Regions from separate parts of the Zea mays genome. Here region 1 is linked to region 2. The links are chromatin contacts, called in public Hi-C maps. All regions are on one chromosome and are shown on one strand. The core of a region is the stretch at or near the end of the contact, and the rest is flanking DNA. Distances in the headings are between cores, read along the strand shown. Region 1 holds the start of lox9 (linoleate 13S-lipoxygenase9). Region 2 has its middle 32 kb from the start of LOC103631789.

Evidence for each region. Hi-C and Micro-C count contacts between places; a contact is called where the count stands out from the background.
Region 1: a contact with region 2 is called in a Hi-C map of leaf, with 4 times the contacts expected there. The contact joins the promoter of lox9 here to the enhancer-like site in region 2. A contact is called at or near these places in 2 of 25 Hi-C or Micro-C datasets (ear and leaf).

The regions. Positions count from the first base shown.
Region 1 is chr1:16,841,453-16,845,157 of Zm-B73-REFERENCE-NAM-5.0, forward strand. It overlaps lox9 (linoleate 13S-lipoxygenase9), which reads left to right and starts at 2,220. Exons shown (of 9, transcript NM_001112507.1): 1 at 2,220-2,741; 2 at 3,557-3,705. The coding sequence starts at 2,345.
Region 2 is chr1:16,704,293-16,707,668 of Zm-B73-REFERENCE-NAM-5.0, forward strand. No RefSeq gene overlaps it. Among protein-coding and RNA genes, the nearest start is that of LOC103631789, 32 kb to the right of the region's middle. Within about 2 kb of position 1,804, at least 19 of the 20 cell types and tissues checked have an H3K27ac peak or open chromatin away from gene starts, as enhancers often do. A contact at or near this core is called in ear and leaf, where this site is marked.

The DNA.
Region 1 (3,705 bases), core at 970-3,469, 140 kb after region 2:
TGGGAGTTATGAAGCTAGTCTTCGGCTCATCCTCCTTCTTCATCCATATTTGATGATATCTTGAATAGCAACCCAGCAGACTCATAAGCTCTGAAGAAGCTGCTGCATCTACAAGAGAGTCTATTCTTGGTAATGGAAATTCGTCCTTTGGACAGGCCTTGTTAAGATCTGTGAAGTCAATACACATTCTCCATTTGTCGTTGGCCTTCTTCACCATAACAGTATTGGCTAGCCACTCTGGATATTTTACCTCTCTGATGACACCAGCACTGAGAAGCCTTTTTACTTCATTCCGAGCACCTTCGGCTTTATCAACAGACATTTTTCGAAGCCTTTGCTTTCGTGGCCTGAAGGATGGGTCGACATTGAGTGAATGTTCAATGACGTCTCTGTTGACACCACAGAGATCATTGGCCGACCAAGCAAAAACATCTTTGTTGTTGAATAAAAACCTTATCAAAGTTTTCTCCTGCTCTTCAGATAGTTGAGACCCCAGCAGTACCTTCTGCTCTGCTATGTCTTCACATAGAAGCATGGGCTTCGGCTAATCAGCTGAAGCAGCCTTCTCTCTTCTGTACTTGTACTGTTCACAAGCTTCGGCTCCATCTATATTGTGGGTCGCTTTTGAGTCTGTCCAATTTCCTTCGGCCTTTCTGTCAGCTTCTTGACTTCCATGAATAGCAATGGGCCCTTGTTCCGAAGGTATCTTCATGCATAGATATGCTAGGTGAAGTATTGCTTCAAAAGCATTGAGTGTTCCTCGGCCAATTATTGCATTGTAGGGGTATTCCATGTCGACAATGTCAAATACAACCTGTTCGGTCCTTGTGTTGTGAACAAAGCCGAAGGTTACTGGCATTGTGATTTTACCGAGTGCCACAATATGTCTTCCTCCGAAGCCACATAGAGGATGTGTAGCATCGTGAATCTTGTCTTTTTGCTCTTGCATCTGTCTGAAGGACTTAGCAAATATGATATCAACTGCACTGCCTGTATCAACCAGGACATTATGAACCAGAAATCCCTTGATGACACAAGATATGACCATAGCATCATTGTGAGGATAATCTTTGAGCTGAAGGTATAACTTGGGGATGACAGGAAGCTTTGGCTCATGATGGGAGTCTTCTCCTATGATGACGATATACAAGACGAAGGTATAACTTGGGGATGATAAGAACGAACGCTAAAGCTATAGCTGAAGAGTGACAGATTCAACTTAAAGTGGTGATGAAGACCAAGCATGGTGCTAAACCGAAGAAGAAAAGACTAGCTAGTCCCTAATAATTTATGTTATAGTTGTGAATAAATGTTAAGAACATAAATATACTTTTACCCGGGATGCGTCCCGTGCCTATAAATAGGTGAACAGTACCCCATACTGTTCATGCTGAATTGTAATTGTTCTCGTATCAACACATTCGAACAAGTCGAATGTATCAATGTAATATAAATCCTGTTAATATTCATGTATGCATTATAAAATACATATGCGTATGAGCCAGCGGATTACGTTCATTATCTCTATGTATTTCCATTCTCATGCTGAAAGCGTGTCTTTCATAACCTTCGTCTGAAGATCGTTATATCCAGGAGAAAATAATGTTTCGGAGGACAAATGTCTGATTTTTAACAATTGTGTTGACTTGTTCTTGATTCACAGTGACCAACAATACTCTTTTCTTGTTTATGAAAATCATCATACGTTCTAAACCAATGGGTCACCCTGAAGATATTATATATCTTGTTTGTTTTCATTTTTTTTGTTAAGTGATTACATTATATAGGGGCTAGGGACTTGGGTAGATATAAGACTCCTAACAAACTCCTAATAAGGACCTAAGAAACTTTAATTAATTAGAACAAATTTATGATAAGAACTCCAATAAACTAACTAACTAATTGGCTGTCTGAGTGTGCGTGTTTTTTAGATGACGGCTGGTCGCTGGTAAACTAATATATTATTGCTCCTACATGTCTACAACAGTGTTTGATTAACTGTGTAAACGTAGCAGTTTCAGACTCGCGCAGGGCGCGAGCTAAGTTACTGGTCATAACAAGATGACGGTTTTCTCAGGTCAAACAGGAACAGGGAGCAGGCCAGCTTCCGTGCAATGCCACCAAGACTCCGTTCCCTTCCGTCCTGCCAGGACTTGCAAACATAAAAAAGAGCAGCGCACGAGGCCGAGGCATCCTCCTCCTCCTCTGCTTAAATCCTAGTCACTGCTGCAGTGCGGCTGCCGCCGCTGCTCCATCACGACGACGCCAACCACCTCAGCTCACTAGCTCCCGCGGACCCGCCTGAGCGCAGCCAAAACCGGGGATCCCAGGCGCAGCAGCTAGCATGGCCGCGCCATGCAGGGACCTCACGGGCCTTCGCCGGGGGCTTGCCGCGGCGAGGCTGGCGCCGGGGCGCCGGGGCGCGAACAAGCTCTGCCTCGCGCCGTTCCACCACCGCGCGCCGCCGCCGCAGCAGCAGCAGGGGAGGAGGAGGCAGCGGCAGGGGCTCAAGGTGGTGGCTGCCATCAGCGAGGACCTGCCGAGGCTCGCGGCGCCCGGGACCGGGAAGGGCGCGCCGGAGGGCAGGCGGCCGGAGAAGGTGCTGGTGCGGGCCGCGCTCACGGTGCGCCGCAAGCACAAGGAGGACCTCAAGGAGGCGCTGGCCGGCCACCTCGACGCGCTATGGGACATGGTTGGCCGGAGCGTCGCGCTCGAGCTCATTAGCACCAAGATCCACCCCAGTAAGCACGCCGGCCCTTGCTCCCTGTCCTCGTCCAATCCACTAGTCTCTCTCTCTCTCTCTCTCTCTCTCTCTCTCTCTCTCTCTCTCTCTCTGAGTTGACCTGCCTGCTCTTGACAAGTCTCCTCTGCCTCTATTTTTTGCTTCCTTTGGATAGTCGTTAGAGCTTTAACGTGCAAAGCTTTTGCCTTTTGGGGCATCTCCGCCTGTTCTTGACTGACCGCCCCGATCGGAAGGTGGCACCGGCAATCAGGAAGATGCTAACTAGATGCACATGATCAACAGATCTTTCTGCGGATCTTCAATAATGGAGACATGATAACAAAGGCTTGTCCCGGCGTTCGCGTGTGCGATTCTCTGCATTAGTATATTCGCTCTGCATTTTTCAACAAATTGTTTAATCCGAACAAACAAGGGACGAACTAAATAACTGGAGCCGTTCAACTTTTTAACCGTTGGCATCTTTCGCTTGACCATGTTTTCTTCAAGAAGAGAACAAATGGATCAGATTTTCTTCCTACCTCCCAGGCTCCCAGTCCCAGCCTTGAAAGCACTGCAAAGCAAAACAGTATAGCCTCCCTTTAGCAGTAGTAGCCCCGCCTGATCACTGCTCTGAATAATTCAAGCTCAAATGAGTCACTAAACTCATCACTATGCAATACTGACGAAACATGTTTTCCCCGCCTCTCCATTACCACCATGTGGTCGCCACCCAAAGCTGATACAATCGCTTTCCATGTCTCCAAATTTGACTTCTCTTCTCAAGATCGTCCTAACCTTCCCGTTCCCGGGTCGTGCCACGTGAATCATTGGCAGGGACCAAGAAGCCGTTGCACAGCGGTCAGGCATCGATCAAAGACTGGTGCCAGAAGAGGGGCGTCAAGGGAGAGCACGTCGTGTACACGGCTGAGTTCATGGTGGATTCAGACTTCGGCGAGCCTGGCGCCATCACCGTGGCCAACCGG
Region 2 (3,376 bases), core at 554-3,053:
GAAAAAAATTATTTTCGGCGGTCGAGCTCGGCCCGCTAAAAATTAACCTTTATTTTCGGCTAATTTTTTGGGTGGCTAGAAGCCATCAAAAATAAGTTATTTTCGACGTTAAAAGGGCTATTTTCGGCGGTTTCTAGCCATCGAAAATGCATGTAGTTGCTGCCGACCCCGATAAATTTTATAAATCTTTTAGCAAAGTATTATTAAAATTCAAGAAAATTTATATAATATAGTGAAGCTAATTGTGATAAGCTCGATGATGTTTTTGGCTAGATTCGCCCATGTGTTACTTGTTAGTTGTTGCATTGATAATTTTTATACTTCCACTTTTAGTTTAATGGCTGGGGATCGATGAAAGCATACGGTCTACGATCCTCTGTATATTTGAGTCGGCCGCAGCGGCTGCTCATACTGAGATCCGAGGCCGTGATTTTTCAACTCGGTATTTGGCTGCCTCTTTCTGGACGAGCAAACACATGTATCGCCCTTGTAAGTTGTAACATGCATGTATTGCCTGCTTGTCCGTTGCATTGGCTGTTGCCATATCAGACAGTGAGAACTGAGAACGGAGGTGCTAGCTGTTGGCTGTTGCTCGTTTCTTTGCCAGTTTCTTGTCAGCATAGTTTGTCACTGTCCAGGCTTGCCGAGGGAGGAGGGTATAGCGGGGATATGAATCGCGCTTTCAGCCGGAGCGTGCTACAGTACCAACAGGCTCAATCTCCAAGGCAAGGTAAGACCACTGGACATTACCCCTCTGCTACTCATACAAATAGTAACTTGAAAGCATGGCCTTGTATATGCTCGCGTATCATCAACCGCAACTGCAATGCACTTCATAGAGTACTAGTACTATTTATACGCGACCACACTGATCGCTGAACGTAGACAGCATATACATCTAGCTCATTTTCCCGCCACAAAAAAAAAAAAATCGAACAAGTAGCTCCGCCATGAGCGCTACGGCTGATGGCGGCAGCATCGGTACTGGTATGAGCCACCGGATCATCGTCGCCCTCTTCCTCTCCGCCGCCCTGTGCAGGTGCGATCCCGACCTCCTCCTGGACTACTGCGTCGCCGACACGTCGTCGTCCCAGCTCCACCTGAACGGCCTGGCCTGCATCGACCCGGCGTCGGCGCGGGCGGAGCACTTCGCCACGTCGGCGCTGTCGCGGGCGTCGGAGACGGAGACGGCGTACGGGTTCAGCGTGACGGTGACGAGCCCGGCGTCGTCCCTCCCCGGCGCCAACGCGCAGGGGCTGGCCATGGCGCGCACCGACCTGGCCCCGGGCGGGCTGGCGCCGCCGCACACCCACCCGCGCGCGTCGGAGGTGGCGCTGGTGCTGGCGGGCAGCGTCCTGGTGGGCTTCGCCGACACGTCGTACCGCCTGTACACGCAGCTGCTGCGCGCCGGGGAGGCCTTCGTGGTCCCGCGCGGGATGGTGCACTTCATGTACAACGTGGACGTCGCGGCGCCCGCCGTCGTGCTGTCGGGGCTCAACAGCCAGAGCCCCGGCGCGCAGCTCGTGCCCTTCTCGGCGTTCCGGACCGAGCCGCGCGTGCCGGACGAGGTGCTCAAGATGGCGTTCAGGATCAACGGCCAGGACGTGCAGAGGATCCAAAGAAACCTCGGCGGGTCCTCGTAGACAGCCACTTTTTTTTTGTTTTTTCTTAATAAACTTCGAGCGTGAGACTGCTAGAATTCTAGAAATGATAAGGTGGGAAAAAAATGCAACCCATAAAAGGGCCCGAATGAAAGAAAGGTTTGGGCCCATCAATAGCTCTCTGTCGCGTGACCAATAAGGCCCAGGTAGGTGAAGAGAAATACGAGCAGGTTGTAGTAGCGCAGCGGTGGTGCAGAACATGGCCGTGTATCGCTAGCATCTACTCGTTTCAACAAATACGTGCCAAGTGTGACACACGCATCATGTGCGTGTCATGCTGATGCGCACAAAATATCGTGGCGATCTTTGCGTCGACTTGTGAAGATTTTTTTCTGGAGGGTATTGTATTCTGGCGCAAGTTTCCGGCGTGCTGCACGTGGCGGGGGGTGCAGCAGGGAAGAAAGAACTAGCTAGAACACACGGGGCAAATTAATCGCAGTAGAAATCTAAAAGCAGCATCCTGCTTTAGCGAGAAAGAGATCGGTCTCTCTCTCTCTCTCTCTCTCTCTCTCTCTCTCGCGTTCCGTGCGGCCATTGCTCGCGCAGAACAACAGCGTACTCTTCTGCGCCTACGGTCTGCGCGCGTGACGCGAACCGGAGGTGGTTGGCGCCAATTCGTCCTCCTCCCTCCCTTCGTCGCCCAAGAGCTCCGGGACAGCTACAACAGCGACGCGTGATGTGAAGCCGGAGGCAAAGCGTCTCTGCTTTCTACCTTCTACGATCCTGTCTTTTGGGAAGCATCGTCGAGCTAAAAGGCGAAGGATGCTGGCGACACACGCACTCCGGTCGTCGCTCCCAGATGTTCTGCTCCTTCCATTTTTCTTCTTCTTGCGGCTGTCAGCAGTATTATGAACCAAGAATAGAGAACCGTCAAACAAGGCAATCTAACAAACGCTCACCCACAGGTGAAAGTGAAACCCCGCCGGACCGACGAGCGGCTTACGTGATCTTCTCAGAAGGCGCGTGAGGTCATGGTGAGCGCTGTGATTTCTCCCAATTTTCTTCGCGCGCGTGCTGAGCAGCTGGGTACCGGTCTCTGTTAAACCGGGCATGCAGAAAGGATACGATCCAGGACAGCGGCGACGAAAATCTGGCAGGATGCCAATCGGCACAGCATGACACAGCACAGCACAAGCTGGTGTTCCAAGTCCAAACGGCACGGTGTTCTGACCGATCTGCAGCAAGAAGGGAAACTATGGTTTGATCTCTGAAAGGCTCTATCCTCTACGAGGAACCAAGAGTTTTCGGATCAGAAAGCACGAGTTGCGTACAGGTGCTACTGTCCAAATTAAAAGCGAAGATTACACTCGATAGCAACATACAAGTGTCGGGCGGGCTTCGATCAACCAGAGTCAACCAATGCAATGGCAAGTGGCAACGTCGAGCTAAAACAATCCTGAATCCTTGTTAGACACGACGATCCTTCTTCCGTATAGACCAAATCACTCCAGCATGTCGTGGAAACGGATGTGCAAAATATTGTTTTATGTTGTATGTGACACTTTTTATAGAGTGAAGTTTAAAATATGGAGTGAGATGAGAAGTAGGATATGTATCTTGTTGAAGATAGACTAAGGTTATGTCATCTCACCTTCTATTCTAGATTTCACTTTGCCTAAGATTATCTCATCTCACCTTCTGTTTCAAATTTCACTCCGTAAATAGTGCAGCTTCAAACATGTGCACACACGAGCAGGAGGTGCGCGTGTGGTAAC